Regions from separate parts of the Mus musculus genome. Here all the other regions are linked to region 1. The links are chromatin contacts, called in public ChIA-PET and HiChIP or PLAC-seq maps. All regions are on one chromosome and are shown on one strand. The core of a region is the stretch at or near the end of the contact, and the rest is flanking DNA. Distances in the headings are between cores, read along the strand shown. Region 1 holds the start of Dnajc25 (DnaJ heat shock protein family (Hsp40) member C25). Region 2 overlaps Susd1 (sushi domain containing 1). Region 3 overlaps Lpar1 (lysophosphatidic acid receptor 1). Region 4 holds the start of Susd1 (sushi domain containing 1). Region 5 has its middle 13 kb from the start of Gm35578. Region 6 overlaps Susd1 (sushi domain containing 1).

Region 1 (4,255 bases), core at 5-2,504:
CTCACTTTGAATTTATTTGAAATGAAATAATTGAGGTTTATAGAGGCTAAAGTCCATGTTGATACTAGAAAAATTTAATTGTATTCTTCCTGAATATCTAACATTGTCTATCAAATCTTCACTTGGTGTACAGACCAATCCCAATGGATAGATCCCTATCTATTAGTTGTTAGCCAGTTGCCATCATAGACCTGGGAAACTATAAAGTCAGTCATGTGGGATATACTGGTCATTCATTATCAACCCGACTGGATTTAGAATCACCATGGAAACACATCTCTGAGTGTGTGTGAGGCTGTTTTCCAGAAGGGTGTAACTGAGGTAAGAACAACATGGACACATCACCATCATACATAGTGAGGCATTGGATCAAATAAAAAGGAGAAAATAAATTTGGCACCCTTTTCATTCCTTTATTCTAATTTCAGATAATGTGTAACTAGCAACTTTGTTGCCAGGCCTTCTGGACTGTGGGGGCCGTATTCCCTAGAACCCTAAACCCAAATAAATCCTTCATCTTTGATGTTGCTGCTTGCAGGTATTTGGTCACAGCAACAAATAAATTACACATTTAAAAACTGTGGTTTATCTGAAATTTAAACTTAATGGAGCACGTCCTCTCCCCACTCCACCTCCTGATTTCCCTGGAGGCATTTGCAAGATCTTAAGCTGTATTTTGATTGTCACAATTAGGGATAATGGTGTTACAGGCACTTTTGTGGACCGTATGGGGGTACTACTAAACGTTTTACATCCTCCGGGCAAATAATTGTTTGCTCTAAAATATAAATAAGCAGAGAAACAGAGAACAAAAAGGCCACGGTCTTTCAGGGCTCCTGGGAGAGAGACAGTGCAATTGTCTAAGTTCATCTTCAGTTTGGGTTAGAGGGGGGGCAATGTCCAGGCCTGGAGACAGGATGCCAGTGCCCAGAGTTCCTACGGCAGCGGATGAAGTAGCGAGGTCGAGAAGGTGGCGTGTGGCTAGTCCTGCGTGTGGACTGTGCCGCACTAGGCGGCTAGGAGCGCTTCAGACAGACAGACACCTACCCCTGCCTCAGAAAAGACCGCTGAGCTACTAAGACTACCAGGCTCCACAACACACAGAAGCCGCCCGAGGCTAAGGCGTCCTTCTCTCCTAGCAACGCGCGGGGACGGAAGTGGCTGCGGCGCCACGCCCCCTGCGCCTGCGCACAGGCGCGGCCTGCTGACGTGGACCGGGCTGCGGGGCCGAGCCCGGCGCCGAGGAGAGCAGCCGCGGCCGCTGTGCTGGCAGAGCGGCGAGCGAGGCGGGGATGGCGGCGCGGCTCGCTTTGCGCGGGGGACCCGGGGCTGCCGGCCAGCGCCCATGGCTGCTGCTGGCGCCGCTGCTGCTGGTCCCGCTGCTGGCGCGGCCCGCCGAGGCCCTGGTGGAAGGGCTGTACTGCGGCACGCGCGACTGCTACGAGGTGCTGGGCGTGAGCCGCTCGGCCAGCAAGGCGGAGATCGCGCGGGCCTACCGTCAGCTGGCCCGGCGCTACCACCCAGATCGCTACCGGCCCGAGCCCGGGGACGGCCCCGGGGGCGCGCCGCCGAGCGCCGAGGCTTTCCTGCTAGTGGCGACCGCCTACGAGACGCTCAAGGTGAGGCTCGCGGGCGCTGATGGGTGGCTGGGGATTTGGGTCTCCTAGCCGGGTGATCAGGTCCTCTACGACCCCAGCACACTGCTGCCGCCTGGACTTTTAGGAGGTCCACGTTTCCCACGTGGCCGTGGAATGAGCCACCTTGGCCCGCTAGCCAGCATGGCCACCTCCTCGAGGACAGTTTTGGAGGACAGCCAGTTCTGTTTTTGGACAGTTGTTATGCAAAGCTTTGCACTTATTTTATTTTTGGTGTAAAAAGCATTCTGGTTACTTGAGGTGCATGCTCGGAAAGCAGGGTGATTGTCAGTGCTAGGATCTGAGATAGGACATAGAACAGAAAAGTCTGAAATACTGAGTATTAACAACTGATCATGCCAATTTGATAGGACAGAAGTTTGGCCTCTGGGATAATGTCAATAATGACATTTATCTAGAAGCGCGCGCACACACACACACACACACACACACACAAACAGCGAACTATCAGTCCGAAAACTGGACTGTGACTTTTGGCTCTGACAACTCCTGAGTGACCTTGGATAGTTGTTTCTGACTTGGGGCAGAAGATTGAGAATTCCTAGTAGGAAAATAATTTTTGGACGTGTGTAGTGATCTGACAAAGGCTTTATTGCCTGCTGTGCATGTAGGAGGATTTAGCTTGACCCCCTTTTCTTTGATTACTGCAGTATATGTAAAAAAAAAAATCACCTGTTATGTCATGCTTGAGGGAGGTATTTCTGTTTCAAGAGCCCCATCGGAAGACTGCAGCGTCAGTCATAGCCGTGTTTCCATCATAGCTGTGTCTCTTTCCTAGGTTTTTGTTGTTGTTGTTGTTTTGTTTTCCAGCCTTCTTGTAATGACTACTTTGGATAGCTGTATTACCATTAATGGTGGATTAGTCCTCCAGATTAGCTTTACAGAGTTGGCAATTCGGAGTCAAATTCCCTTTCTTTCAGGCTTAGAGCAGTTTGATGTTTGGAGCTATTAAGACTGTACTTCACTGACTAAATTCTCACCAGCTAGTGAGAGTACAGTTTTTGTTGGCACTCAGTTGAGGTATGGGCGAGCAGTTAGAAAGAAATTTGAAGGCTTAGTCCCCATTATTAGAGGAATGAGTGATTGAGAGAACAGGCTTCAAAAAAACCAGAAAGAACTTGCTCCCCCTGGAACCACTCAGCACATGAACCCCAAACTGTTTGCTGAGGAACGTGTGGTTCTATGCTGCCCGACCTTCCAAGGGCCTCGAGGTGCACTGGGGGCTCTGCTGAGAGAGCCAGGACAGATAGGAGCAGAAGTGCTGGCAACTGTCGCCTTCGCCTAGGTTTTGTGGGGCAAGAGATGGGTGGGTAGGTTTGGCGGGGGAATGGTAAAGGTGTTCATAAGAACTTTGAGAACAAGTGCCAGGACTAAAGTGTAGTGCCAGCAGATGACATTCTCAATGGAAGTACTCCTAGGACTCAAAATAGTTATGCTATTTTCTTAGGGACACTGTTTCCAAAGTCTAATCTGGTTGTTTTGGTTGTTTGGTTGTTTTGGTTTGTTGCTTCTAAAGGTTTCTACTCTAAAGTTTAGAACTGATTTATCAGAAAATAAAAAAGCTAGGTAAAACAATGTGTCCACTCAAGGCCAAGGGGCTTCTAGGCAGTTATAAAGTGTGTTGTCTGGCATGGTGGTGCACGCCTTTAATCCCAGCATTTGGGAGCCAGGGGCAGGTGGATCTCTTGAGTTTGAGGCCAGCCTGTTCTACAAAGCAAGTTCCTGGATAATTGGGCTACACAGAGAAACCCTGTCTCCAAATACATACATACCACCACCAACCTTCCCCCTCTCCTCCCAAATACCTAGAGTTCCTAGAGAAAGTAACATTTTACTTGACTCTGACAAGGTGTTTGTAGTAGCTCAGAACACTCAGAACACTCAGAACACTTCCCAGCAGGGAACTAGAAACTTGTGGAGTTTGGCACTGGAGGAGAAGGCCCTGGGGAGTGTTCTAGCCCCAGCTCCCAAGCCGAACTACGTCAAGATACAGCAGAACTCTGAAAATACCTGTTTAGAATTTAGATCTGAACATAGCTTCAGCTTCTCAATGGAGTACTGATAAGCTCGTCTCTGCTCTTTATATTGCCTTCAGCTGGAAAAGGACGTTAAAAGCTGTGGTGTCAAAGACAAATAGGTTGCCTGATTTGTGTTTCTGTTGTAATGGAGAACTGAGAAAGTTGCCTAAGAATAACACTTCTGAGTAATGCAAAGACTTAATAAAGATGCCATCCAGTTTGTAGGACGGGCTGATCTTCCAGTTATTCTACGGAGGTCATGCAGATATAATCACTGTTTGTTTGTATCATATCTTTAGTGTGGAAGAAGGATTTGTGGGGGAGAAGAAATATAGATGAACTTTACTAGGAACTGGTCAGGTAGACTGGTAGGGGAAATTGAGGTCCAGGGGCTCTGGACTCTAGGATAAAAAAATGGCACCCAGAAGCCTGTCCCTAAATGTTGAGCATAAGTACATCTTCCACATGGGAACTGCATTCGTGTTTGACGTCAGTGGACTTGTGGTTCTGTGCTCATATTGAGAGCAAGGGGAGCAAGGTGGGCTTTGTTTTTGTTTTGCTTTGTTTTTTGTTTTTGTATTA
Region 2 (4,394 bases), core at 1,854-4,353, 310 kb after region 1:
AAAATGGTCCCCAAGGTTGGGAAGAACCTCTCACCACCCCCACAGTAGGATTGAGCTATATTTTTAAAATTACATTTATCTTAGTGTGTGTGTGTGTGTGTGTGTGTGTGAGAGAGAGAGAGAGAGAGAGAGAGAGAGAGAGAGAGAGAGAGAGAGGAAAATGTGTGGACACGTTCACACCACAGAACACAAGCGACATTCTGAGGACAACTCACAGGAATCAGCTCTCTCCTTCCAGTGCATGGGTCCCAGGACTCCATCTCAGTCTTCAGACTGCTCCATCTCTATGGCTCCAGATCTAGCTTTAGTGACTGGGCCTCACAATCCAGATCAGCACTGTGGTCTATGGAGGGTCCTTTGTCTCAGGTTTTTGACTGCATTTTTCCCAGGACACTAGTAAGTTTCCTAAGAGTCATTCTACACGTTGATTGGGAGTCAAGGTAAGGAGTGGGGAAGGTATTATCATGTAAAAAACGCGTTCTTCACACTGTGGGAAAACCATTTAAGAAGAACAGCAGGAAAATGAATCGAGGTTCTTGCAAATACCACCTGCTCCTGTTGGGTGTGTGCCCAGAGCAGCTCCGCATCGCAATTTGGAACAATCAGAGGAAATAACGTTTGTGTGGTCACTATTTTTGCAGCTGTGGATGAACTCCTTTTACATTTATTTCTACACTGTACAGGCTAATAGTCTACTTACTGGTTCACCAGTTATTGAATCCAAGTTGATATATATATATATATATATATATATATATATATATATATATATATTAAACAAGTGAGATTTCTTCCTTTCAGTGGTAATTATGTTAAGTCCCCATGTGGGCATCTTGGACAGTTATTCTAGAATGCAAAATTAGAGAGCTGTAGAAATAGTGGTCCTAAATTGCTATCTATGGTTAGCTACTCAAAGGACAGAGCACTCTCTTACTAGCAAGGACCAGCAGCTGCCATCGAGAACACTGCCTCCCTCTGCAGTTGAATAGAACACTTTTTTTCCCAGTTGAGTAAAAAAAAACCCACCATGTTGGAACATGTGTGGGCTTTATGGACAGTGTGATGGTATTTGAGTAGGTAAGCATCAATGATTTCGAAAGAACAAAGAAGCTGATAGCTTGGGCTCATGATTCAGGAGTCTGGGAAGCATGACACAGGCATCTTCTTGACTTCTGATGAGGGTCTCTTGATGCTTCAAAGCTTAGTAAACCCAGAAGGAGGGCTGGACTCAGGAGTACCACATGCTCTTGTGGTAACTAAGCCAGTCCCATCAGGAAGGAACCAGTGCCTCCTGACACTCAATTCAGCTTGTAAAAGTCTCAGTCCAATCAAATTTCACCAAGAGTTTTGTGGAGACAAATCACATTTATATTATAGCACCAGGTTCCCAACAAACACCCCACAAGCAAGCAGAAAACACCCCAGCCATGACCCTGCTGGTGCACAGTTCTAGATCCACACTCTTCTGTGTTCCACCCTGAGGTTATAACCACACCCCTTTATTTCCCATGCTCTTGTGTATGTCTAGCAAGGGAGGGGGTAGAAGAGAAAACTCACAACCTTGGAGTTGAGCTGTCTGTTTTTTTAAAATATTTTTTTATTATGTATTTTCCTCAATTACATTTCCAATGCTATCCCAAAAGTCCCCCATACCCTCCTCCTACTCCCCTACCCACCCATTCCCACTTTTTGGCCCTGGCGTTCCCCTGTACTGGGGCATATAAAGTTTGCAAGTCCAATGGGACTCTCTTTCCAGTGATGGCCGACTAAGCCATCGGAGTTGAGCTGTCTTAAGAGAAAAAGTTAAAGAATACCCAAGGGTTTTAAAAGTCAAACTTAATACACTCTACCTGTATATCCACATGGACAGTAAGCCAGCCTGGCCTATAGCTGATGTTTCATGGGCTATATGAACACAGTTTCAGTCATGGTTACTGGGATGTACGTAGGGTATGTTAATCACTGTTCTTCCTAATTCCTAAAACTCGTGTAGATGCTGACCGTGCGCTGGATGCTGCTTCAGTCCACTGTTCCTACATTACCACAAAACCCAAATAGCTCAAGGGAGGCACAGAACAATTTTATAGAAAATGAGTAAGAAAAGGGGGACAAAAAAGAGGAATGGGGAAGAAATTACAGAATGGGTTTTTCTGGAAAGCAGACATCACTTTTGGTCTCACACAAACGACAGGAATTATATCAAAGCCACGAAGGGAACCTGAGAGAGTAGCCAGGCTATTGTACTTTCTGGTATAGGCCAGGGGCGAATCCTAAAATGCTTGAAACATTTATTCATATCTATTCATATTTGTTCTCTATCTGGTGAGCTCCTTCATCAATTCCAGCCCAGACTTAAGCCCATCTCATTACCTGTTGAGGAGAACAGATCCTGAACTAGTTAGTAGATGAACTAATTAAAGGAAGAGGCAGAGGTTCAACATCCAATGTCTATGGGACCTGAGTCACAGGGTCTGTGGCCTGTCCACATCCAGTGTAAACAGGGGCTGACTCACAGGGTCTGTGGCCTGTGGTGTTACATTGGACATGAGTCTTGAGGTCACAGATATACAACTGATCCAGAAAGCACGAAGCACACATAAACTGCTCCCAAGTTTTAAGATTCCACAGAGATGGCTATCATCTCAAATTCAGGAATGAGGTCATGCTGGGTTGGAGAAAGTTTCAGCCCCACACCAGGGCTTAGGATGGGAGCCACACCACAGACGGGCCTGAGAAGCTGTCAGAACATCTGTGCATCATCAAGTCAGTCTTCCCAGGCTGAGCCATCTAGACAGAGACGGGGGAGAGAGGGCACAAACACTGCACACCCTGCTGTTTCCCCATGTGTGGCTCATGCCCAGGTCCACAGAGCCCAGGCAGGGAGGCTGCACAGGAGACCAGCCTTCCTGCTGGACTGATGGGGTGGTCATCACTATTCCAGCTTTTCCTACTCTCAGCTGCAGGGTCAGCCACACTGTCTCCTGGCTGCCTGAGCCCCGACCCTCCCTCATGCCCAGCTGTTCTGCATGACTCCTACCCCAGCCTCCCCCCAATTCCACTCATTCTTCAAAAGTGACAGTCTCACATACCACACTGCTGAGAAGGAGAAGAATGCAAGGATGGTCACAAAAGCCACGGAGCCCAGTCCAACACCCACCATCTGCTGCGCTGTGAGCGATGAGTCTGTGGGAAGAGACCACATGATGAGCCCACAGCACGTCCCATCACCACATCCCATCACCACGTCCAGTCACGACCCTCCTGGGAGAGCCATATCCAACTGCGCACATTCTGTTTTAATCTGAAGCTGGGCTTCACTTAACAAAGAATCCCAAGAATGCCTCCACAGAGCCCCTGCGTCCCCAACAGCTCCTGTGGATCTCAGGCCTCAGGAAACCACAGTTTCAAAGTATTTCTATCAAGGAAGCATAAAACCAAATCATACAGGGGAGAAAAAAAAGAACCTAAACTTGTGGACACACCAAAGCTACGTGAGGCGCGCTGTGTGCAGATAGATCCTCACTCCGGTCACTTTGATAGATTTTTATGGGTCACTTCCTTGCTGATGGAAGAAGTCATCCTGCTATCATTGGACTGCAGGCTTCAAAAATGTTAGTCAGTTCCAGTGGTCACATATAAATTTTATAAATTATAAAACCTCTGTTTTCACTACATTATCAGCAGGATAGTAGCACTCTGCTCTGTCCCACGGACTCTCAAAGGCCATGTGAAAGTCCTCAGAACATGTGTTCTATGTAGGAAACGTCACATGACAATTTCAGGGCCATCCCTGATTACAAATGGAAAACCACTCACATTTGTGGTGCACATTTGGTTCAAGAGACTTTATTTGGAGTTTCACGTCTCCAAAAAAGCTGTGATTTTTATTAGAAAACACGCATTTACCAGTCTGAGTGGCACACACTGTTGTAAGCATCTCACACAAGCTAACTCAGGCTCCTGTGGCAGTTAACTTGGAATGCCAATTCGGTTGGGTTAAGGGGTACCTGGGAGGTTTGGAAAGTATACTCCAGGGTGTGTCTGTGAGAGAGGGAAGACCCACCCTGTATATGGTCATCATTATTCAATAAGCCAAAGGTTTGGGTGAACAGCAGCAGAAGAAGCTGGCTGGCTTGGGCTTGCTTCCCTCTCTTCACTTCCTGGCCACTGTGAGATGAGCCTGCCCCAGCAATGGTGAGCCACCTCATTCAAGCCAGAGCAATGGAGCTGGTTGACTCTACACAGACTCCCCTGAAACTGTGAGCCCAGTCACATCTCTTACTCGCCTAAGCTGTGTTGTCATAATGAAAAATTAACTCGTGCATCTGCTAAGAAGTGTTTATATTCCCTTCTTCACAGGGGAGAGTCAGAGGCACAGAGTAATTAAGCCCAGC
Region 3 (4,285 bases), core at 76-2,575, 470 kb before region 1:
AAACCAACAAATGCAAAGTTTATACATACTGGAGTTGTCAGAACAGCTTATAAAATGATAATCTTTTAATAAGAGGACATTATTAAAAGGATGATAGATTTTAAATTACTCCATTTTTAAAATGGGACGGTTGAGATGGCTCAAAACATAAAGGTGCTTGCCAGGCCGGATGGCCTGAGTTTGATTCCCCTAGGCAGCATGGTGGAAGGAGAGAAAGAACTCCAGCAGGCTGTCTTCTGACCTCTGAAAACACCATCGCTCATAAGCACACTTAAACCACACACACACACACAGAGAGAGAGAGAGAGAGAGAGAGAGAGAGAGAGAGAGAGAGAGAATACGTAAATAAATGTTAAAGAGTTGAAAATTATTCAAACTTTCCAGAAACGAAAACTCAAAAGAAAATAAAACACACAACAGAGAGCAGCTGAAGAAAGAATTAATACACTAGAGGTTTACTGGGAAGAAATTACACAGAGACGTGAAAAGAATCTGAAAGTAAAGTTCAGATGCAGGAAGCATCGTAGCCGCATATGTAGCAGAGGATGGCCTTGTGGGACATCAGTGGAAGGAGAGGCCCTTGGTCTTGAGAAGGCTCAATGCCCCAGTGTAGGGGAATGCCAGGACATGGAAGCAGAAGTGGGTGGGTTGGTGAACAGGGGGAGAGGGATGGGATAAAGGGTTTTAAGAGGGGAAAACAGGAAAGGGGATAACATTTGAAATATAAATAAAGAAAATATCTAACAAAACAAAACAAACAAACAAAAAACCACACACAACTTTTGGTGTAGAAAAAAAAAAGCCCAACCTACAGAAGTAACAAGTGTAAAGAAATAGGCCAAAACCAAAATACCCCAGATTACATGCATGGTGGCTCATGCCTGAAATCCCAGCACTTGGGAGAGTGAAGAAGAAAGATTTCCATGAGTTTGAACCAGTCTGGGATACATAGAATTCAAGGCTAGACTGGGATGCAGAATGAGATATGTCTCAAAAGAAAAAAAAAAAGAAAAAAAAAAATAAGTCCCAGAATTGGAAGACGACATGAGTCCACAGAATCAGAAAACAGAAACATTAAAAACAAAATAGAAACAAAACTGAATTTTCTAGATCACTGATTAACACAATACATTTGATATGCTCATCTGTGAGTGTGAGCATTCTTAAGCCCCAAACAACGTGCCTGCAGATCTCACAAACCAGCCTGGTAGTGCTAACAGCGTCTGTCTCTGGTGTCTGAGTCTTTCTCTTGCATTGGTATCTAGGGAGTGGGGAGGGGGTTGGGAGAACAAGAAAGCCAGTCAGGGATTCTTGATGTTGACACACATCTGGCATCAATTTTGACTCTTGGGAACCCAAGCAGTGGAAGCAAAAAGACCGGAAAACAAGGTAGGAACTGAGACCACCTGTCTTAAAGCACATAAAAATTTACAATCCCCAGCAATCACAGGGGCAAAGTCAACATTTTCTAAGGCCTTTCAAGACAGGGCAGAAGAACAAACATCATCAAGAAAAGAGACAGAGCTGAAAATGTTTGCCTGCTGGTTCTCTTTTTTAGTGACATCAAAAGTGCATCAGATATAAAACTTTTTGGTAAGATGTCCTTGAACTTTCTGGAGGCCACAAATCATAATCAGCAGTAGTAAAAACTCAGACCCCAGGCGGAGCGCTTTCCTGCGACCTTTAATACATACATATTATTATCTAATGATAGGAAAACCTCTCTGCCTTCTTGGGCTCACACAAAATATCATGGCTCACCCTCTTCTTCCAGAAGGCTGTTCCCCAGGCAGAGAGCAAGAGCACCAGAATTCAGAAGAAAGCTTCAATGTTTTCTATCCAGCCTTTACCTGGTCTTTAAAGGGATTCTGGCCAAATTCACAGAGGACACAACAGGGAAAGATCAGGCCATCAAAGACAGTCGGAAAGCACGTCATTCCTAGAAACATTGCAACCTGCAAAGAGTAAACTTCAATGGCGATGAGAACTATCCTGGCTTTTTCATGTGCGCATACGTGGGTGATGGGTGGGTCTATGTTTGGTTTTAATGATCAATTGACTACAGTTTTACTAGACTTCTCTCAGCACAGTTTATAAAATGGTATTGATTATAAAATTTAATACAGCATCTCTCATGATTGGCAAGAAACCCCTAGAGTTGTTACTTAGTTCTTCCTTTTATCCAGTGTTTTAATCCTAACAGAATATCTGCTGCGGAGTCTCTAGTGAGTCCTTCAGTTACAGGAAGCTCACTACCTTCCAAAGCCAGTGGTAAATTCCTTGGGCAGGTCACATAGGACAAATTCTTTCTTAAGAAAAGTTCAAACCATGGTACCTAAAAAGTCCACCAAGGTGGGGAGGGGGTGTAGCTCAGTGGAATGGTACTTGCCTATGATGTGCATGACCCTGGGTTCAATCCCCAATACCATAAAATAATAATAATAATAGTAATAATAATAAATACATGCAGCTAGCAGCTCTCCTGGATCCAGGATCCAAACCAGATTGATCAAACCCTCCAGGATTGTCAGATGATGAAATCAAAGATGACCTTGAAGGTTCTCTTCTCTCCTCTTTCTCCCATCCCTACTTCTGCTTCACAATTGTTTCCAACTTCTTTTTGCTCTCACAGAAGAATAGTATTTCGTCCCAAGAGTATGTATATCTGGGTACTCAAACACATAGCCTCTTTTGAGAGCACAAAAGCAGACACAAAGTGACTAGGTATATCTCGTGCTTGTCGCTAATGGGATGGCTGAGGGCATAGTAGAGCCCTGGTGATCTTGTCACCAGTCTAAAGCAGTTATCTAAAACAGGCTTCTAAGCCCTTCCACTCATGACCCCACTCGGCACAGGGTGTATAAAGTTGGTATAAAAATTAAGTGATATATGGATAAGAAATCATAAAGAAAATACTTGTCAGTACTGAGAATGCCTTTTTAAACAAAACACATAGTACAAAATGCAGGGCCACTTCAGAAAGCATGGAAGAGTCTGTCTTCATCTCAAGCCAAAACTCACTAGATCATTTTGAAAGAAACTCAGGTTAGCAGTTTAAACAACAAAGTTAAAAACCCAGCATTCTGAAACAACAGAATGAATCCACACTGAGTAGTACATGGGAAAACATTATAAGTTTGTTACACGTGATGAAGCCACTATGATTCCATAAGAGAACTTGGTATGTACAGAAAAAGAAAAAGAAAAACAAAACCCTACTACTGACATCCATAGCATAATCTCCAATCTGAGCTGGGGTGTTTGAGGCAGCTCTGATGTCACTATGAAGCCTGACAGCCCATGTGAGGCAAACTGTGTGCTTGTAAAGCCAAGGCTGCAGGAGTTTGGGATGTATTTGGTTATTTGACCCCATGGAGGGTCATGATCTGCTCGCTGTGTAACAAGCTGGGTAAGAAGGTGGTATCTCAGATGTGGAAGGACGAGGGCAAGGCAGTGAACTGGATGAAGCCTAAACTGCTAGAAATAAAAGCACCCATCATAACTGTTCTCTCACACGGGATCACTTCACTTTGTGACTAAAATTACAAGTCTGGAGGAAGAGAGAAAGAGAGAGGGAGGGAGGGAGAGAGAGAGAGAGAGAGAGAGAGAGAGAGAGAGAGAGAGAGAGAGAAGAAGAAGAAGAAGAAGAAGAAGAAGAAGAAGAAGAAGAAGAAGAAGAAGAAGAAGAAAAAGAAGAAGAAGAGGGAGGAGGAGGAGGAGGAGGAGGGCAAAAGAAGGAAGGAAACTCCAATCACAGAACAAAGAATTCCTCTACTATACTGGAAGGCCAGTAGATTTGGCCTACAGCCCGTATTAAGTCTAAGATGTCATTCTTTCAAGTTTGAATTTCAAACGTTTCTTGTATCAGCTTCATGTATTTAATACAGCCATCTCGCCAGATAAGTAAGTGCAAACTCAAAGCAGTTGATGGTTGCAACAACAACAACAACAATAACAACTATAACAATATGATAATATTAACAACAATGATAATAGTAACAATAACAACAGTGATAATAATAGTAACAACTATAATAACAATGATAATAGCAATAACAACTAGAACAACAAAAACAATGATAACAGTAACAACAATGATAACAATAACAACTATAACAATAATAACAAAAATAATAATGATGATGATAATAATAACAATAATAGGTCATAAAGGGTCATTTTTCTATGTTACAGGATGAAGATGGATCTCCTTCTTCCCATATCAAGATGGTATTCAAATATCAAATACAAAATGTACTCATATAATCCTTTCTGTCTCTGGAGT
Region 4 (4,678 bases), core at 215-2,714, 440 kb after region 1:
TTACTCTGTTGGGCTTTTCGTTTTGTTTGTTTGATCACAGTGTTTCACACTGTAGATTAAACTACTCTGGAACTCACTATGTAGCTCAGACTGGCCTGGAACTCACGGCAGGCAATCTTTCTACCTATCTCACACATTGGATTCCTTTTTACACACATTTCTAAAGACCTCTTACTATGGAATGGGGCACCCCTCCCCTTTTCCGAAATCCAAGGAACCGCTCAGCTTGTCTCATGCATAATGGCTGCCCAGTAAAACACAGTTGTCCTCTCCTCTGACCAGTACACCTTCTCAGAGCACTTGACACGTTCTGCTATTATGTGGGCAGACTTCGCCTCATTTTCCTGTTTGAATCCTCCGTGTCAGGTAAATCCCACCACGCTCACTGGTCCCAATTTGTCTAAAACACAGACTATTTGCCTGCCTCTCTCCTTGGGACTATGAACCACTAGAACGCCAACATTGCACGGTTACATCTGACCCAGGGAAGATATTAAAGGACTTTCTACGGATGGATGGATGGATGGATGGATGGATGGATGGATGGATGGATGGATGGATACACAAATGCATGGATAAACAGACTAAATAAACGAATGGATGAATGAACTAAAGGATAAACTCTTCCTATAAACTTCCTTATTCTTCTTTACATTCTTAACATTTAGTTCTTCGTGGAAGTGAAAAATAAGGAAAGGGACAGGTGGTGGTGGGAGAGCCACTACAGGTCAGGAATTTGTCCTGCAAAAGCCAGGGAGACTGGAAGCTGTAGAACCAGCGGCTCGCCCTCCCACATCCTCCACGCGGCGCACCGGTCCCCCAAACCCCCACCCGAGTCCAGTCCCCACCCCACCCCCACCCACTCCGGGAGACGCGAGTTGGAGCAGGGCCGCCTCCACTACACACCCCACAGTCCCCGGGGCGGGCAGTCTGGCGTGCTTCTCGCCGCTCCGCCTCCATGATCCTTCCACGCCCCGACTCTGCGCCTCCAGATCCGGAGCGCGAAGCGTCCTGCGCGCCGAGTACCCTGCACTCACCTTCCGTGCCAGGCTCTCCGCTGACGCCGCGGGCTAGGCTGAGCAGCAGCACGAGCCGCAGCAGCCGCTGCAACCCGCATCCTGGAGAGCGGCGCGTGCCCCGGGGACCCCGGCCCATGCCGCTGGCTCCCTCCCGGCGCCCGCCACTCCCCGGAGGCCCCTGTGCAAGGAGATAAGGCCAGAGGCGCGAGGAAGGGGCGGCGCAGAGGCTTCCGGCGCCGGGTTGCGCCGGTCCCGGCGGGGAGCAGGGTCCCAGGTCCCCGGATCTAGGTGCGCCTGGTGCACCGGCTGCGCGCGAGCTGAGCCACGGGGAGAAAGCGGACTGTGCTAGGGGGGAAACATCGCAGTGCAAGTGTGACTTGTGGAGACCAGAGAAGTGCAGTAGCCACAGGAAAGGGTCTCTGACTGGACGGGTCAGAGAGTTGGGAGGTGGTGGCCGCCCGCGCGGAGGGAAAGAAAGGAGAGGAAACTAGTCATGGGCCAGTTCACCCGGGGTGCACATGCTGGAACAGGTGACAAAACAAAAGTTCCAGCTACTTGCTGGACGACGCCCTCCTTGGCACGTTAGGAATCGAACGGGGAGAGACACGTGGTGAGAAAGACATGGAAGACAGGACAACCGTGTATTCTAGAAACCGAGGGACCGTTTTAAGGTGGGGACAAAAGGTTAGAGAAATATATGGCAGAGTTAAAGAACTCTGCTCTGAGAGTAGGGTCAGCATCAGGGCGTGAGGGGATCCGGGAAGGGGCAGGTGATCCTCTGAATTTTGGAGAGAATCAGAAATGGAGTGTTCAGGGACAGAGTCCACCACGTCTTAAGATTAGTGCAATATTAGAGAAAGGACAATATTAGATCAAGGAGAAACTGTGAATGTCGCTTAGATCTATGCTTTGGGTGGACTGTGGTGGGAGACTGGGGAGCAGAGGGTTAACGTGAGTTAGGAATTGGGGTTGAGGGAGGCTGAGGAAGGAAGATCAGTTTTGTCTGTGGGGCCCGCCCAAGTGCAGGGGGCACTCCCCACTTCAGCAGGTACCCTCATTTGCTTTCTCACCGGTGAACTAGCCCTACCTCTAAGGCAGGCAAATACACCCATATAAGGGCTGAACTTGGGCTGCCTTAGGAAGAAACCGTTAAAATAAACTTCCTAGTCTCTTGTAACAAGTTTTCTTGAAGATTATTTCTGTCCAACAAAGAAAGAAGCCTGCTTTGGGAAGTAGTAGAGCACCATGAAAGTGTGAACATGTCTCTAGGTGTTTGGGCAAAACCAGTCTCCAGGAACCCTCACAGGTCATTGCACAAATCCACTGTTCAAGACATTTTTAAAACAACCTTTATCTCTACTTCTCATGCCCTTCTGCAAAATAAATATGTATATATACTTTAAAAAAAAACATGATGCATGAAAAAACAACTATCCAAGACTTGGACATGGGAAGGAAAATTACTGGGTGTCTCTTTCAGCATGCATGGGAGTAAATGCTATCTAACCCACTTTCCGTGGATTATTCAATTCAAAAGTGTACTTTTATGAATGTCCTACTGACTAGGTTTGTTTGTGGCTTTATAAGAGTATACGTTAACTTAAATAACCCCGATGACAATATTATCAATCAGAGCTGTCTGTCTGTCTGTCTGTCTGGGGTCCTTTACCTGAATAGAAAGAAATCCTGAGACCACAATGGCAGTGCATGCCTTTAAGCCCAGCAGTCAGGAGGCAGAAGCAGAAGGATGTGAGTTCCAAGCACCTTGATCTACACTACAAGTTCCAGGATAGCCAGAACTACGTAGGGAGAGCCTGTCTCAAAATAACAAACAAAAAACTCTGAGACAAGCAGAGAGGCTTTTCTGGCTTTGGTGCCCTCTAGGTCATAGGTCTAGAGAGCCTGTGGGCTGGACTAAGGGACGGTGATAACTAGGGGCCTATTGCTTCATGCTTTACAAGCCAGAGACATGACTAGGCATTCAGGCTGGAGGCTTGTTCCTCTGGACTTTAACCACCAGCAAACCCCAGCATTTTGCAACTGTTGCAACCCTCTTCTTCCAACAGCAGTATGAGGGAGCAGTAGGCAGTTCCTACTGGGACTGCAACTCCTGAAAGGGCTCTGGGTTTTTGGACCATCAGCTCCTTATAGGAGCCATTACAGCCCTGCAGCCCAGTGGCCAGAGACTTTGACAGCTCCTTGGAACTCTTCTGGTGGCTTAGACACACAGACTTTTTTTTTTTCTTCAGCTATTCACAGTACTCTGTCTCCATGGCCTTTCTCCCTATCCTGCGCTGTCATGCTCTGGAATGTTTTAGCTGCTGCACCATCTTCTTGGCATTGCTGCCTTCCACTGTGTCCAGCAACCATCTCTTCTTTGTGTTGCCAGCTCACCCAGGGCCACTAAATATAAAGATCAAAAGTAACCAGGAGTTGAGGGTGTAGCATGCTTATCTACCATGCATGAAGCCCTGGGCATAAAATTGAGGTTGTGCAAGCTGTGATCCCAGCACTCTGGAGGTAGAGGCAGGAGGATCAGGAGTTCAAACTACAATACAAGCTGAAGGCCAGCCTGGGCTATTTGAATGTCTCAGATATTTAAAAGAGGAGTCAGGGTGGGGCTAGGGAGATAGTTCAGTGAGTAGGAACACTTGCTCTGCAATATGAAGTAGAATCTCCAGGAGCAATTAAAAGAGGCAGGCATCGCTATACATGGTGCTAACCCAGCACTGAGAGGCAGAAAGAGGCAAATTTGAGGCACTCACTGGACAAACAGCCTAAACCAAACAGTAGGTTTCATGTTCACTAAGAGAAACTCTCTCAAAGCAATAATGTGGAAAGTGGCTGAAGGTTTCCTCTGGCCTCTACATGTGACCTCCGGCACTGGTATCCGCACATTGAGTCACAACATGAAAGATTATTTCATCAGTATTGTTTCAAGAATCAAAAGAGAACAGTGAACCACTTTTAAATTAGGAGCAGAAAAAATGGCTGCTGTGAAAATATTTGGCTTAAGAAAAATATCGGGGGCACGGTCAGGTATAGGGAGAGTAGGGAGAAAGGGCCAGGAGAGTGAACAAAAATTGGTAGAGTGGGGAGTGGGGGATCTCTAGGACACAACAGAGAGCTAAAGTGGGGAAGCCTCCAGGGAGTCTATGAGGGGGACTTTAGCTGAGACACCTAGCAGTGGGGCATATGGAGCCTGAAGAGGCCACCTCCTGTAGCCAATCCAGCTGTCTCTGCACCTCACTTCCTTTTTCTGTACCCCACTTCCTTTTTCTACAGTCACATGCATTTTCTGTTCCTCCCTTTCCTTTTCCTGTTTATTAATACTATCAATCCCGGAACCTCTTCTGGTTCAAGGGCTGCCCAAGTCACTGGTTCAATGTAACTGTTCAATTTAATCCCCTCCCCCTTGTTTTCCTTCTGACTGTGTATGTGGAAAAACACCCACCCATATGGACACATATGTTCTGTGTTGAATTAGAGAGTACAAATGGAAGTAGCAGTTTGGGGTTCTTGCTTTCCTCTCAAACGCTCACACTTAAGTATGCAACAGTGCTTTTAAACAGGAAAACAAGCCACCAATGAAACAGCTAGTTCTACGGAATGCATTAGACTAGCTTTGCCACACAAGACCTCCACAAAGGGCTGGGGTG
Region 5 (4,593 bases), core at 1,608-4,107, 290 kb after region 1:
CAATTGGAAAACGAAGAGAGGAAAGAACTCATTTCTCTGGTCTATAAACCGTTTTTAAAACAAAGGCCACCTTGCCAATTAACAAAACTCAGTGAGCTGCTGTTTCCTGTAGATAATGCGCAAAACAAGATGAGAGATTAATGTAAACAATGTTGTCCAGGAAAAGCAAGGCAGGCAGGCAAAATGAGCTCATTGGTGCAACAGTAACACAACTGTTTGGGGCGAAACCACTCACTTTCTGATCAGCTCTGGTCAGCCATGTAGAAAATACAAGCTTACAGCTAAGGAGATCACAGATGCTAGAGGGGAGGCTACTACTGATGTTTTGCTAAATTGTCATCAGAGTGTTTGTGCTTATCTACGTTGACTACGCAGCTCCCAGCCATGGCCAAGAGAAGCTTCCTTTTGCAGTGTGCATTGGTTAATGCAGAGATCTCTTTCCTTTCCTTTCCTTTCCTTTCCTTTCCTTTCCTTTCCTTTCCTTTCCTTTCCTTTCCTTTCCTTTCCTTTCCTTTCCTTTCCTTTCCTTTCCTTTCCTTTTCTCTTCTTTTCTTCTCTCTTCTTTTCTTCTCTCTTCTTCTTCTTCTTCTTCTTCTTCTTCTTCTTCTTCTTCTTCTTCTTCTTCTTCTTCTTCTTCTTCTTCTTCTTCTTCTTCTTCTTCTTCTTCTTCTTCTTCTTCTTTTTTCGAGACAGAGTTTCTCTGTATAGTCCTGGCTGTCCTGGAACTCACTTTGTAGACCAGGCAGGCCTTGAACTCAGAAATCCGCCTGCCTCTGCCTCCTGAGTGCTGGGATTAAAGGCATGCACCACCATGCCCGGCAATGCAGAGATTCCTGACTGGTCAAAGTGCTGAGAAGCGGCTGATGAACGGGATAATACACCGCATATGCATATGAAATTGATTACATTTTAAAAGATACAGAAGCAGAGTGTTGGGAAAAGAGATATTTTAGGATGAGATGAGCATCCTGTATACATATTCTGTAATGACCAAAATTAACCTGTAAGCCCTGCCTGCCCAGGAACCAGGTAACTTCCTGGAATGCTGGGAATTGTAGTTCTGGAAAATAACAAGGCCTCATGGGAAAATATGGTGGCCTATAGGTTTGTCCTTATAAACCCCTGCAATATGTGGTTTGAGACCATTCCAGCTGGAAAATTCTGTGGAATGGTCTTGACCAAAGTTTAGTTCTTGATCAGTATTTAATATTTAATAAAGCTTGCCTTAAGTTTGGCCCAAAATGATGGAGTCTGTTTTCCTGGAGAATTGCAGAATTAACAATGCATGTACAGGATAACGGACAAAAGGGGGGGTATGGTAGAGGATACCGAGCTGTAGCCTTCCTATACTAGCTTACCCCTTGCTCTAAGAGAAATGTCTTATATGGATTTTTATGGGTGACTATGTGGGTCCCATGCAGGTGATTGACTCAAGCCCAATGTGGGTTTTAAGTAGCTTCTTCAGAAGTATGGGCTCTGTACGGCTTATCTTATTCACATGGGTAGGCAAGAGCTGCAGGCCAGTGGATCTGAAGACATAAAGAATCCAAGCTGTGTATAAAGGGCCACATGTCTGGGTTTTTTGGTGGTCAGAAATTCTGACAAACAGATTCTCCTTCTAGATGACCTTCTACCTAAACTACGCAAAGCTTGATTCATCTTCCCCCACCATTTGTTAAGGTGTTTATGAGTGATTTAGGCGGACGACCTGATTATTAGTGACTGCCTTAGGAGCTACCAGCAAGAGACCCGGGTGGATCAGAAACTCACATGTAGCAGCTTTCCAACCACAATGATTAAAACCAGAAACCCAGTAGATAAATGAAACATTGCCTCTTTACCTCTCCATGGAGGTGCCCCACTGTGGCTGCTCTGAATGTCCGACTCCCTCCTTGAAGATTGCTCTCCTAGTCTGGAGTACCCCCTGCCTTTCTTTTTCGCTGTTCTATGAGTGAAATCTTCTGAACTATCCTCCCTAAGTTGTATCTTTTTGGAAAATAGATACAAGCAATTTGCCACATGCTCTTAGTTTGTAGAAGAAATGTCTAACCAGCCACATTTTAATGGAATACATTTTATGTCCATATATGTTCTCGCCATATACAGAGAAACAGAGACAGGTTTTTTGAGGCTATAATGCTGGTGCCCATTTGTGGCTCATAGAGAAGTTCTGAAGGCAATTAATTACTAAAAAGGGGATCTCTCAAGATCTTTTGCAGTAGTGCTTAGTCTTTCCAAGTGACTACTTAAACGACAAATACAACTTAAGTGGATATCTAGCGTGCCTGAAGACAATGTTTCATTAGTCATAATGCCCCACTTCCTTTCTGTCCTCTTGCTGACCATTGAGCCCAGGTTCCTCCTTACCCAGGCCAGGCAAGCATTCCACCACTGAACTTGGGCCTGGCCACATGTTCTGTCTTTAAATGTTCTTTTGAAAGGTTTGATAAGCAACTGTCTCCTCCCCTTTCCTACCTCCCAGCACTGAGGCAATCCAATGAATCACCATATTGCTTCTGCATTCCTAATATCTCCCCTATTTCCTCTCTTGGCCCTCGATTTCAGTCTTTAACACCCCCTTTCTTTGTGCTTTTGTTCATACTCTTATGTGAACCCACACATTAATACACACTGCCTCTGGTTTCCCTTAGAGTCTCAGACAGGCTAACCTCTACCAGTCCCTCAGTGTCAGCTCCGACCCTGCCTACGGTGGTCTCCAGCTGTGAATCTCTCCATCATACTTTGTGTTATTCTACCCCACCCACAGGGTAATAATCCCATCCCTGGAGAGGGAGGATGAGATGCAGATTGACTAATGTAAAATAAAGATTAGACTGATTTCCCAGTCACAAGGAGTCATAATGAAAGTAAATGACATCATCGGTTTGTTTTGATCAGTTACAGGGCCAATTTGCTAAGGATGAGTGTAAAATTAACAAACAAAACAAACCCCAAACAGCTGACTTTTAAACTTTCAGTCTAACTGGGAACTGTCCTGGGAGACAGCACGGTAGTACATGTGTGTGGTCAGGAGGCCATAGCAGGACGGTTGTGAGTCTGAGGCTAGCTTGGGCTACGTGGCAAATTCCAGGGCAAGCTGAGCTTAGTAGTGACATGGAAGCCCCTGGTGCCACCAGTGAATGAGAGACACACATCTGGTCTTCATTAGGGTGTAAGAAAAGGAGCACCAAAGGGAGGTAGGTGGTCAACTGTCTGCCATCAATTCCAAACAAGAACGTCAGGCTAGGCATGCATGCCTTTAATCCCAGCACTCAGGAGGCAAAGGCAAGCAGATCTCTGTAAGTTTCAGCCAGCCTGGTCTACAAAGAGATTTGCAGGACAGCCAGGGCTACACAGAGAAACCCTGTCTCAAAAAAAAAAAAAAGAAAGAAAGAAAGAAAGGAAGGAAGGAAGGAAGGAAGGAAGGAAGGAAGGAGAGAAGGAAGGAAGGAAGGAAGGAAGAAAGAAAGAAAGAAAGAAAGAAAGAAAGAAAGAAAGAAAGAAAGAAAGAAAGAAAGAGAGAAAGAAAGAGACAGGAAAAGAAAGAGAGAGAGAGAGAGAGAAAGAAAGAAAGAAAGAAAGAAAGAAAGAAAGAAAGAAAGAAAGAAAGAAAGAGAGAAAGAGAGAAAGAAAAAGGAGAGTATGAAGACATAAAAGAAAAGAACCAGGTATCTGGTAGCAGAAAGGGTGGAGAAACCCCTGTGTGACTCAGGGTAAAAAACCAGCAGCTGTTCTTTGTGGCACCTTGTTTAGGGGCTCATCTCTCACCTCTATTCTATACCCTCCCAACCCCCGTTCTCACAGTTGTCACATCACTTTGCTTTCATTGATACAAGAAAGAGACAGATGAAGCCAAAGCTCCAGGTCACAATGTTTTCTGTCCTCTAGCAAAACTCAGAGATGGGACTTCTGTCAAACTAAAGTTTTTACACACAAACCAACAAAATGATAAGGACAATCCAGGGATGGGAGGAAATAGTCAAAAACCATAAGCCCAATAGAGTTTACTATTCAAAGTCTGTATAAGGAACTCAACAACAGGGGATCTGGTTGTTCTTCAGACACACACACAAACACAGACAGTCAGACAGACAGATACAGAGACAGTCAAACAGACAGACAGACACCCAAAACCCTCAGATGTAGAGAAAGGAGAAGCCTTGGCCAGGTATGGTAACCCTTGCTTGCATTCCTGGCACTTTGGAGGCCATGGCAGCAGGATTCTAATGAACTCTATGCCATCATAGGCTAGGGCAAGAACCTGTCTACAAAAGGAAGAGATATGTTGTTCACAGATGCTGAGAAGGTGAGTTAGTAAAGAAATGCAATATGGACATTTCCCTAAACACTAAACAGAATTTCAGTATGACCCAGCCTACTTCTTATGTTTATAGTCAAAGGGAATCAAATCATGATGTCAAGGAGATCTCTCCATTTCCAGGGTCTTTGCAACATTATCCACAGAAGGTGGGACACGGAGGCAACTTGAATCCCCATCAACAGAGAGATGGATGAGGGACATGTGAGACACGCGCGAGGATGTCATGTAGCCTTAGGGAGATCCTACCATCCACCCTGACGAGCCTCGGGACA
Region 6 (4,383 bases), core at 1,397-3,896, 360 kb after region 1:
TTTTTTCCTCTCTAACTTCCTTCCTCCCTCCCTTCTCATATCTCTGCCTGCATGGACATTGTAATTGGCCAGGAGTAGCTAAGTTGTGTGTGGCTAAAACAATACTACCCAAGTGGACTGGCAGAATCAGGTGGGTAGACCCTGAGTGAGCACCTGTGCATACTGACTCAGAACTTCTGGGATGGAACCCGTGAACCTGTGCCTAATACCTCTCCTGGTCATCCCACACTTGGTGAGATGGACAGAAATGCACTAATGTCTTGAGCGTTACAGTCTCCTGTGCAAAAGTCATACTGCCTGCCAAACTGGCCTGCTAGAAGCGAAAGTGAACAGGAAATGGGGTGGGGGTTAGGGGGTAGGGGGTGGGGTCCTGACCAGAGAGGAGCAGGCCCTTCATTTTGCAGCTCCTCCAGAGAGGAAACCCTGAAACTTCACTGCTAAGCCCAGAGAAGTGAAGAAATGGTAGAAGGGACCCTGGCATCGTGGCCCAGTGGGAGAATGCTTGCCCAGTTTGTGTGAAGTCCTGAGTGAGTGGGTTCTCTAAGGAAAAGAAGAAAGGAGAAAGGGTGGGAGGCAGGGAGGGAGAGAGGGAACGCTAAAGACCCCGTGCTCCTTAGCACTAGCTGGGAGCTGTGTAGTTAACATCGCTGGCCTCTATATGGCTTCCAGGAAAATCCACAAAGGAGGCGTTTCTAAGGAGCACCAAGGGGCGTCATTATACCCCTACTGTGAGTCAGACTGCTGCAAACACAGTAATAAAAAATCCAAGAGACTGGTGAGCATGAAACAGTTTTTAATATACCATCATGCAGAAGGGGGAAGCCAAATCACTGATCTAGCACAAAAATAGGGGTTTTAAAAATCCTGGAGAAATTTCTGTCCTCTTCTATAGGCTGGAACTTGGACTCCGTCCAAATCACTCTCATAGACCTTGGACACAAAGGCTCAGCCAATGAACAATCTGGGACATAGGGCTGCCGCTCTCCCCATTTTGGATCCTGGGCTCAGTCACTTTTCTAACCCTCAGAAGCTGAGACAGACAGACCCCAGCTTCCAGTTAGGAGAGGGAGGGAGGAAGGGACCTTATGCCTCCTCTAAGGCCAACGCACTCTAGTTCATCTCATCCTGAAACAGAAGTAACAGCTTATTCTTTACATGGGGCCATGCTCCTGGATGGCCCAGCTGTGAACCCCCTGGATTCAGCCAGTGCCCAGTGCAGCAGAGATAACATTTCTGTCTTCTGGAAGATTGCCAGGTCCAGCATGGCCTTGATAGGGACAGAATAACATAGTTCCTGCCCCTGGGACAGGGCCAGCAGGCGTGGGCCTCCACAAGTGTCAATGGCTGCTGTGGGCATAATGTACATATTTGATGTTCCTCCTTTGAGGAATGTCCTCCCCGTTAACATTGATGCCTCCACAATGTTCAGAGACAGCACAAATTAAGGAGGTGAAGGTGTGGCTAACATCTCAGCAAAATGGTAAATGCAGGGACCTTCAGGACAGCCCTTGAGGCTGTGGGAAAGAACCATGCGTTTGAAAATATATAATTTCCCAAGTATGCAAAAACATAAGGATGCAATGTAAATTGCATAAATGAAATATATGGGGCTTCATGAATCTAAAGGAACAAACACAGCTGCACAGTGAGCCAACTTGTCAAACAGACATTAAGGAAGGAGATAGAGAGCCATTTTGAATTTGAAACGAGAGACAGAAGCCTTACAGAATTCCCACTCTAAAGTTGCCTGGAATCTCTATGTAGTCTCCTTTTCTGGAATCTCCTCGAGAAGTCAAAACATTGTACAGAAGGACTGATTGGTAAGATTCAAGCATCAGGAATACCAGACAAAGCTGGCAGTTTATTAGAAGTAGAACGCAGGGCTCTTGACCCCATCCTCTGTGCTCCCCTCATTGTGCCGATGAACCCTCGTACCTAATGTGTTATCCCCAGGAACAAACTGGAAAGGCATCCGTGCCTACCTGTCACTGAGGTTGTTATGGTTATTTGTGCGGAGCGCGGCTCAGTGGGTCTCAGAAGGGTGATGTTTATCGTGTAATCAGTAGCGGGGTACAGATCTAAACACACTTCTGGAGCTCGGTCTCTTGTTGTGAAGTTAAAGAGAGCAGCATGGTAGGAGCTCTCTAGATACCACCTCTGACCCAGAACCTCCACCTGTCAGACGGAAAGAGAGTGCTGCGTTAGCTTCCTGCTGGCTGCCAGATTCCTAGACTGTCAAGAAATCTCCTTCTGCTAATCTTTGTAGGATTACCTTAAAGACAGCAAAGCTCCTGCACCTGTCCTACCCAGTTTTCCTCTCAGGCAGGTGTAGGACTAAGATTGAATTGCATAACCAACGACGGACAGGGAATAACAAGACGGCAGGCGGTTCTAGAGCAATCCCTTGTGCCCACTCAAATGAAAGAGACTGCACCGAAGCTACTGGGCAAAAATTCTTTCGGTTTTGTTCATCCTGAGGACTCCATAGAGAAGCCCCACTGTGCGGGGTACTTAGCATTATGAGAACTATCCCAGGCCATGCTTTGAAAGTGCGATGTGGTTTCTCTTGCGTCTTCCTTCCCATCAGAGCTGGTCAAAGCTGATGAGTGGAGGCATCCCACATACTGCGATCTGAATCACACCGCTCAAGCAACAGTGAGTCACAGAGGAAGCGAGTCACAGGGGAAGTGCAGGACAGATCCCAGGGTACTATGATCAAACGTTATCAACCAGTACAGTTTATCTGGTGAAACTGAGTTTAATGAAGCTCCCATCGTTGGCTCTCCACCCTCCACCATTACTTTCAATCACTGAACGAACCATCCTCACAGATCATCCAAGACTGGATAACTAACTGGCTCATAAGGTTCAACTCTCACCCAAGCCTTCTGACTCTCTTGGATAGTTTAGGCACCCTCAGAGAGAGATCAGCAAAACTTGAGTCCCTTACACTCAAGGCTATGAATGTCCTCCACATGGTTCCAGCTGTCCAATGCCACAGTCAGGCTTCAGGGTCTAGAAAGCATTACCAGGGGAGCTGGGCACAAGATCTCATGGTACCCTGCTCTCCTGGACCACTTGCTGATAAAGGATAATGTATTCACATGTGATATGAACAGTGTGTATATTCTCACATGCGGACAGCTTTTGAGTGCTCACTTTTCTCCAGTGGACGTAACTATATCCCATGTATTACATAAATGGATCCTTAACATATTAAAAGTTCAGTTTATTTTTTCCATTTAACTCTTCAGTCGTTTTAGGGTGTGTATGTGTGCATAGATGCCTGAGGCTGGATGTCTTCTCACTGAACCCTGAGCTCACAGATTCAGCTAGCCTGGCTAGTCAGCAGCCAAAGGAATCCTCTTGACTTGGCACACAGCACGGTACCTGGCTCTTTAGGTGGGGATGGGGTCCAAACTCAATGCCTCACACTTAGGGTGGCAAGTACATTACTAACTGAACGGTCTTCCCAGCCCCAAGAATCACTGGTTTTCTTAACCAAGTGTTTGGCTAGCTTTAACAGAACTCCTTCAGTACTATCATAGAATAAACCATTTGGGTCCTTGAATGTGTCTCTTTTCTAGGGCTCTTTCTCACCGTCCAGCCCTGATTAGGATTTTCACTTCCTCCTTACCTCCCTGCTCCTCTTTGCCCACACCTCCCCTCTTCACCCCCACTTCAGCTAATCCCTACACGTTTTCTATGATACGATTGATGTGGGGTTTGCTTCTTAAAAATTACACCTTGTTGGGGAGAAGTGGAGAGGTGGCTCAGCAGTTAAGAGCACTGGCTCTTAAAGAGGACCTGGGTTCGATTCCCAGCATGGATACAGTGACTCACAACCATCTGGAACGCCACACTCTACTCCTGGCCTCCATGAACATAAGGCACATACACGGTGCACATACGAACATGCAGACAAAGCATGCACATTAAGGTAAAGCATAAGTAAATATTTAAAAAATTATACTTAGAAGTAAATGCATGCATGCACGCGCGCACACACACACCCATCCCATTATTTTTACATTTTTGTCAAATGTAAAAATTCATAGTATCTCATTACAGTTGCTGTTTATTTGTAAATTGGTATTTGTTTGACTTGAAACTCTTGGGTCATAATATATGATATTCTTTTGCTAAATATTTATGGAATAAATAACTGATTTTCACTTTATCACACTCGGCCTGAATTCCTCTCTCTCTCTCCCTCTCTCTCTCTCCTATTTTTTTTTTGAGGACTACAACAAATAATTCTATTTGAAGTTGCTAACCCTCCCCCCTCCAAAAAAACTGTACATGAGTTTACAAACATATTAATATATAAATAATGAGACAGGTCCTAGGGAGCCTCCCTGTTGTCTCTGCTGGAGGTGAAAA

The links. ChIA-PET counts read pairs in DNA pulled down with a chosen protein or histone mark. HiChIP or PLAC-seq counts read pairs in DNA pulled down with a chosen protein or histone mark.
Region 2: an HNF4G HiChIP or PLAC-seq map of pancreatic cancer cells shows a contact between it and region 1. The contact joins the enhancer-like site here to the promoter of Dnajc25 in region 1. A contact is called at or near these places in 2 of 39 promoter capture datasets (liver and pre-B cells), 2 of 15 datasets of contacts at CTCF or cohesin (the NIH/3T3 cell line and large pre-B cells), 1 of 484 Hi-C or Micro-C datasets (bone marrow-derived macrophages), 3 of 115 datasets of contacts at active chromatin or transcription factors (bone marrow-derived macrophages, embryonic stem cells and pancreatic cancer cells) and 2 of 9 other capture datasets (adipose tissue and liver).
Region 3: an H3K4me3 HiChIP or PLAC-seq map of embryonic limb bud shows a contact between it and region 1, with 2.5 times the contacts expected there. The contact joins the enhancer-like site here to the promoter of Dnajc25 in region 1. A contact is called at or near these places in 1 of 39 promoter capture datasets (cranial neural crest) and 1 of 115 datasets of contacts at active chromatin or transcription factors (embryonic limb bud).
Region 4: an H3K4me3 HiChIP or PLAC-seq map of bone marrow-derived macrophages shows a contact between it and region 1, with 3 times the contacts expected there. The contact joins the promoter of Susd1 here to the promoter of Dnajc25 in region 1. A contact is called at or near these places in 6 of 39 promoter capture datasets (the C10 cell line, hematopoietic stem and progenitor cells, liver and 2 more), 1 of 484 Hi-C or Micro-C datasets (B cells), 3 of 115 datasets of contacts at active chromatin or transcription factors (the SCID.adh cell line, bone marrow-derived macrophages and pancreatic cancer cells) and 1 of 9 other capture datasets (liver).
Region 5: an RNA polymerase II ChIA-PET map of memory CD8 T cells shows a contact between it and region 1, with 5 read pairs. The contact joins the enhancer-like site here to the promoter of Dnajc25 in region 1. A contact is called at or near these places in 2 of 39 promoter capture datasets (HPC-7-derived erythroid cells and hematopoietic stem and progenitor cells), 1 of 484 Hi-C or Micro-C datasets (bone marrow-derived macrophages) and 3 of 115 datasets of contacts at active chromatin or transcription factors (bone marrow-derived macrophages, memory CD8 T cells and stem cell-derived neural progenitor cells).
Region 6: an H3K4me3 HiChIP or PLAC-seq map of bone marrow-derived macrophages shows a contact between it and region 1, with 3 times the contacts expected there. The contact joins the enhancer-like site here to the promoter of Dnajc25 in region 1. A contact is called at or near these places in 5 of 39 promoter capture datasets (the 3T3-L1 cell line, 3T3-L1-derived adipocytes, HPC-7-derived erythroid cells and 2 more), 2 of 15 datasets of contacts at CTCF or cohesin (the NIH/3T3 cell line and large pre-B cells), 4 of 484 Hi-C or Micro-C datasets (CD8 T cells, the G1E-ER4 cell line, cerebral cortex and 1 more), 3 of 115 datasets of contacts at active chromatin or transcription factors (bone marrow-derived macrophages, memory CD8 T cells and microglia) and 4 of 9 other capture datasets (adipose tissue, liver, macrophages and 1 more).

The regions. Positions count from the first base shown.
Region 1 is chr4:59,001,939-59,006,193 of GRCm38.p6, forward strand. Dnajc25 (DnaJ heat shock protein family (Hsp40) member C25) reads left to right here and starts at 1,255. Exons shown (of 4, transcript NM_001033165.3): 1 at 1,255-1,619. The coding sequence starts at 1,293.
Region 2 is chr4:59,312,623-59,317,016 of GRCm38.p6, forward strand. Susd1 (sushi domain containing 1) reads right to left here. Exons shown (of 17, transcript NM_001163288.2): 16 at 3,090-3,183; 17 at 2,061-2,787. The coding sequence ends at 2,787. Among named protein-coding and RNA genes, the nearest start is that of Gm35578, 33 kb to the left of the region's middle. Within about 2 kb of position 3,104, at least 93 of the 459 cell types and tissues checked have an H3K27ac peak or open chromatin away from gene starts, as enhancers often do. A contact at or near this core is called in the NIH/3T3 cell line and pancreatic cancer cells, where this site is marked.
Region 3 is chr4:58,529,161-58,533,445 of GRCm38.p6, forward strand. All of the region lies in intron 1 of Lpar1 (lysophosphatidic acid receptor 1), which reads right to left. Among named protein-coding and RNA genes, the nearest start is that of Lpar1, 22 kb to the right of the region's middle. Within about 2 kb of position 1,326, at least 7 of the 459 cell types and tissues checked have an H3K27ac peak or open chromatin away from gene starts, as enhancers often do. A contact at or near this core is called in embryonic limb bud, where this site is marked.
Region 4 is chr4:59,437,169-59,441,846 of GRCm38.p6, forward strand. It overlaps Susd1 (sushi domain containing 1), which reads right to left and starts at 1,465. Exons shown (of 17, transcript NM_001163288.2): 1 at 1,038-1,465. The coding sequence starts at 1,155.
Region 5 is chr4:59,292,439-59,297,031 of GRCm38.p6, forward strand. No RefSeq gene overlaps it. Among named protein-coding and RNA genes, the nearest start is that of Gm35578, 13 kb to the left of the region's middle. Within about 2 kb of position 2,858, at least 21 of the 459 cell types and tissues checked have an H3K27ac peak or open chromatin away from gene starts, as enhancers often do. A contact at or near this core is called in bone marrow-derived macrophages and memory CD8 T cells, where this site is marked.
Region 6 is chr4:59,363,740-59,368,122 of GRCm38.p6, forward strand. It overlaps Susd1 (sushi domain containing 1), which reads right to left. Exons shown (of 17, transcript NM_001163288.2): 10 at 1,983-2,175. It also overlaps the pseudogene Gm12527. Among named protein-coding and RNA genes, the nearest start is that of Susd1, 73 kb to the right of the region's middle. Within about 2 kb of position 2,647, at least 51 of the 459 cell types and tissues checked have an H3K27ac peak or open chromatin away from gene starts, as enhancers often do. A contact at or near this core is called in CD8 T cells, the G1E-ER4 cell line, the NIH/3T3 cell line and 4 more, where this site is marked.